Linked DNA regions of Ovis aries: region 2 is linked to region 1. A link is a contact called in public Hi-C data. All regions are on one chromosome and are shown on one strand. The core of a region is the stretch at or near the end of the contact, and the rest is flanking DNA. Distances in the headings are between cores, read along the strand shown. Region 1 holds the start of ADPGK (ADP dependent glucokinase). Region 2 holds the start of NEO1 (neogenin 1).

What was found. A called contact is a pair of places that touch in the nucleus more often than the background predicts.
Region 2: a contact with region 1 is called in a Hi-C map of tail adipose tissue, with 2.9 times the contacts expected there. The contact joins the promoter of NEO1 here to the promoter of ADPGK in region 1. A contact is called at or near these places in 2 of 16 Hi-C or Micro-C datasets (muscle and tail adipose tissue).

Annotation. Positions count from the first base shown.
Region 1 is chr7:19,411,936-19,414,533 of ARS-UI_Ramb_v3.0, reverse strand. ADPGK (ADP dependent glucokinase) reads left to right here and starts at 1,296. Exons shown (of 7, transcript XM_027971563.3): 1 at 1,296-1,613. The coding sequence starts at 1,381.
Region 2 is chr7:19,711,718-19,714,315 of ARS-UI_Ramb_v3.0, reverse strand. It overlaps NEO1 (neogenin 1), which reads right to left and starts at 1,289. Exons shown (of 26, transcript XM_060418926.1): 1 at 835-1,289. The coding sequence starts at 964.

The DNA.
Region 1 (2,598 bases), core at 47-2,546:
CACTTACAGGGTGGTAGGAAAACCTGCTCACTGGGGGTCATGTGGGGGAGCAGTTTCTCTGGGAACTAACTGGCATGTCTCCCTGAGGTGAGAGAAGGGGCAGGTAACTCTAGTGAAGACAGCTTCACACAGATCTCACTGGCTCCTTTCTTTTCTGTAATAGCCCAGATCGCTTCCTGTGTGAACATCTCCTTTGAAAGGGATGCTATGGTCAGGTGGGCTGGGTGGGGTGAGACAGGGAGGGGATGAGACCAGGATGGGGAAATGCTGGGGGAAATGAAGCCAAATGCCCAAGATCAAAGCTAGAGAAATCAAGAACCACTGCCAAGTCCAAAGGTCAGGAGCAGAGTGGAAAATCGGACGCAGAGCCAAGGTCAGGAGCCAGCAGAACTGGAAAAGTGGAAACCATCCAGGAATAAGACCAGGCCCTGGCAAGACTACTGCTGAGAATGAGCTGGCAGCAAGCCTAGCTTCACTGACTCTCAACCAAGGCTCACACACAGAAGAGTCATAGTGAAGACAGAGTCTGCTGGGTTTAAGTCATGTTACCAAGGGAGAAGAGGAGAAACCAGAGTTTCTTAACGCAGGTCCAGAACCCCTTGTGTTGTACACAAGATTGTGTGCATTTGTGAATGTTCTGAGGTTGTTAAAGGGAACAGCGCCCCCAAAGGGTTATTTTAAGGTTCGAAGCTGATCATCCAGCGAGGACAATCCCTCCCGACTCCCCTGTCTCGGCAAACGCCCCCAAGCAGCTGCAGGTTTCGGTCACCCTCCAAAGGGACAGAATCCCCCTGCCACTCTTGTCCTCAAGGGCTCACAAGCAGCGCTGCTGCCATCATATTCCTCCGGGGAGCGCCAAGCCCCGGGTCTGAAAGAGGGTGAGTTTAGCTAACAATGGAGGATGGACAGACGGGCAGAGGGACCGATTAAAACAGGGGGAGTGTGATTTATGCCCCTCTGAGGAACTGCGGGTTCAGCTCAAATGGGAACACCGACAGGCTCAAAGACTGACATGAGGTTTACCCGCTTCTTCAGAATCGGTCTGGTTTATCCTACTAGGAAAACAAACGGATCCTTGCCTCTCTATTTTTGGGTACGGATGGAGTTCTGGGAAAAGGTACAGCGCCCGGACAGGCATTATGGCCTTTGTCCAACCTCCCTCAGACACTCAAAACCGCGCGCGCCCCCAAGAGCTAAGATTCCGACCAAGGAAGAGGAGTCTCCGCCCCTCTCCACCGCCCCGCCGCGCCCCGCCCAGCCGAGGGACCACGACGCGCCGGCGTGACGTGGCGCGCGAGTCTGCGTCGGCGCGTGCTGAGCCCGGAAGAGGCGCGGGCCGGGCCAGGAGGTGTTCTCCGCCGCTTCCACGCCTCTGTCTCCATGGCGCTGTGGCGCGGCTCCGCGTACGCTGGCTTCCTGGCGCTCGCGGTGGGCTGCGTCTTCCTGCTGGAGCCGCAGCTGCCGGGGTCGGCCCTGCGCTCGCTGTGGAGTTCGCTGCAGCTGGGGCCCGCGCCCGCGCCCCCAGGAGCGGGCTCCCCTGAGGGCCGGCTGGCAGCCGCCTGGGACGCGCTCATCGTGCGGCCGGCCCGGCGTTGGCGCCGCGTGGCCGTGGGGTGAGTGCCTGCGGGGCCTGCCTCTCTGGGTGTCTCCAGGAGGTGCGGGCGCTCTGGGCCTCTGGGGGCCTCCTTGGCGGAGGTCAGACGGCTTGGGAGCTGGGCGGTAGAGCCGGCGTGGAAACAGGTTCCTAGAGGTCCCCCGGAGGGCCCTTGGTGCTGGTGTCCACACTGCCTGCCTGGCTGGAAGCGTCGCACGTCTGGGACGAGCCCCAGTTGTCACTGCTACCGGGGCTCACCAGACTGCTTTTTCCTCTCTGCTGGCTCCTGCGCCTTCCTCGTCTCTGTAGGACCAACCCCTGTTAAGTCGCTTCAGTCGTGTCCGACTCTGTGTGACCCCATAGACGGCAGCCCACCTTGCTCCCCCGTCCCTAGGATTCTCCAGACAAGAACACTGGAGTGGGTTGCCATTTCCTTCTCCAGTGCATGAAAGTGAAAAGTGAAAGTGAAGTCGCTCAGTCGTGTCCGACCCTTAGCAACCCCATGGACTGCAGCCCACCAGGCTCCTCTGTCCATGGGATTTTCCAGGCAAGAGTACTGGAGTGGGGTGCCATTGCCTTCTCCGGGACCAGCCCCTAGAACCAGCCTAATAGCCTCTTGGAAATCCCGCTTACTCAGTAAAGTTCAAGTCGCTTTCATTCCAATCTCTGCTCTTCTGGCGGTTACTGCTTTGCAGTCAGAAATGCTTGGTCTTTCCATTTCAGTGGCACCCTCCTGCTTCTGAACTACTTGAAGGTGTGGTCGCTGTCTTTAGCTGCTGAGTTTCTTTCTTTATGCCTTGTTTTCGCTTCCTTAATGCCATAGTCTGGAGACCACCACTCTACTGAAACTTCTCTCTCAAAGCTTATCTAAGCCTTGTGGGTTTTCATAATCAGCTTCCACTTTTAGTTTTCACTGTCAGCTCTCTGCAGCCTTCCACGCATTAAGCATGCCTTCTCCTTGAAACTCTTTTCTTCCCCAGATTTCAGTGACATTGCAATTTTAG
Region 2 (2,598 bases), core at 40-2,539, 300 kb before region 1:
TGATCTATGATCTACAAAGCCTGAAAATAGCTTTTGTGGATAACTATATTTAAATATTGCCACTTGAAAACAACGTGCATATACTTAAAATCGGATACTTAGACAATTCCCTAGGTTAACAGCCCGATAACAGGCTATAAATATTGTTGTAATCCCCAGGAAAGACGAGGTATTTTCATAACGGAAACACTAACAGATATAATCACTTGGAGCTGTTCTCCAAGGCGCTCTCATCGTTAAGTCAACACCACCAGTTACGGGGGGTGAGTCGTATCCCTCGGACACCCTGGCTCTTCCGCTGCCTCGGGGCTGCAAATCCCGCACGAGGAGTCCCTGGAGATCAACCAGCGCTTCCCTGGGACTTCAGCTGGGAAATCCCTGGCCAGGGAATGCGGAGTTCAGGCCGCCCCCCCCCCTTTCCTGAAATTAATGAATTGGCCATACGATTGTTTATTTAATGAGGTGTGTAGTGGCCTCTACTGGTGCTTGTGTGAGCACAAGAATGTCCCACTCTTACAAGTGGGATGAGCCTTGGGGGAGGGGAGGGAGGCGAGGGGTGAACCTGCCTCCGGGTACAAAGCGCACAACTAGACCCAGGAGCCCCCGATGCGCCCCCACCGCCGCCCCTCTCCTGGCGGCGCCCCAGGCTGCCCACTTCACTCTCCACCCTGCGCGATCCCCTTTCTCCTCCGCAACCCGAGACGAGACAGAGAAGTTCCTGCACGTTTCCTCCTGGATCCTAAACAAAAACACCGCAGCCGCCGCCGGTGCCGGTACCGCGCCCCCGCCCCCACCCCGAGCCTCCCGGGTCGGCGCCCCGCGGCCGCCGCTTACCTGAGGACTGCGGCGGGGAGCCGCTCCTGGCGGCCGCGACGCCTGGCGCCCGGCGCCCGAGCAGCAGCAGGCAGCAGAGCCAGAAGAAGGAGGTGCTGAGGAGTCGCCAGGCTCCCGGCTCCGCCGCCATCTCTTCCCGGCAAGCGGCAGCGGCGGCGGCAGCACCGCGGAGCCCTCGCCTCCTTCCCTCCCGCGCGCCTCAGCCGGTCCCTCGCTGCAGGCTTGGCTCCCGCGGCGGCCGCCGCCGCTGCTCCAGCCCGACCCGGCCCGGCCCGCGCGGCCCCTCTCGCGGGAGGGGAGACTCGGGGGCGCCTCCCTCCTGCAGGGAGGCGGAGAGGGGAGGAGAGCGGAGAGGGGGGAGTCAGTACATTCCGGGGCTGGGGGGTGGGGGGGCTGGGTCCGTCTCTAGGTTCCAGGCGCCGCCACCCGCCGCCGACTCCGGCTCCACACACACCAGCGCGAGGGGGGCGGAGACCGCGGGCGGCAGGGGTGGGGGGCGGGGACCCCGGGCGCGCACCCCCGCGCACGCGCAGGCGCGCGTCTCCCTCGCCCGTACCCTCGGCTCCGCGCGCGGCCCGCCCCCGCTGCAATCCCGGCTGCCGCCTCGCGGCCGCGGCGACAGGCCCATTCCCCTCCCCCTTCTCCCCGGAGCCGCGGACGGGCGCGGGGAGCGCGCGCCGAGAGCTGCTGCTGGCGTCAGGGAAACCCCGGAGAAGCGGATCATCCTCCTCCTCCTCCTCCTCCTGCTCCACCTCCTCCTCCACTTGGCCTCCTCGCACCCGGGAGAAACACACCCCTTCTCTTCTCGCCGCCCGCCTCACCTCCCCAGACGCCTCTGGCTGCGGAGACCAGAGGATGAGAGGCGCTCCGAGCCCGGGCTTGTCCAGGAGGCCGGAGCGGGTGCGCACCTCTTTCAGCCTGGGCCCGGCGCCTCTATATAGGGCCTCAGAGGAAACCAAATGGCCTCCGGGAGGAAACCTGGGTGCGCAGAGGGTCGGCGCGGGGATTTATGTGCCAGCCAAAAACAATAGCGATCCCGCCCGGCTCTTGCTGGGACCTGGCGCGGCCCACCGCGCCGCCGCTGACCTCCTGCTTCCCGGCCGGGCTGCCCTCGCCGCGAGCTTCCCCGGGACAGTGCCAGGTCCGCCCGGACCGCGGGGCCCGCGCCCCCACCCGCGGCTCTCGGCCGGGGTCCAGGGAAGCGGAGCGCAAACAAAGGTGCCGGTGTCCGCTCCACCAGCCGGTGCGGGGGCCTGGGCGGAACCCCATGACCCCCTTTGGGCCGATCCGCGGGCTGTACCTGAGACCTTTTACCTCTACCTTTGCGGGCCACCTCGCGTTTTCGTACCAGGAAATCACATCTCTTCGCTGGTGAACCGGGAGCTGGAGCGTTGTGATTTTAAACCACTTAGTAATCGTGAGGTAGAACCAGGCCACCCAAAGTTAGGAGAAAGCAGTTTGTCCTTACACGGCTGATGAGATTACTGAAAATCGTACAGGTTGCACCCATGGAAAATATTTTGAGAAAAAAAAAATTTTGTGTGGTTATGCACTTGGAGAGTCATGTTTGATTGTTAATATGAGTTAACAATTATTCTGTATACGGTATACTCAGTAATCAAAATGTGTTGCTTTCCACAAGTAGATGGCTAGTTCTCTGCCTTCCATAGCCCTCTGTGCCATCTCGTAATTACTTTCTCCCTTTATTTTCTTTTATTCTGAAGTGACAAAGCAGTGTAAGCTTTGCGGTAACATTGGAAGGGA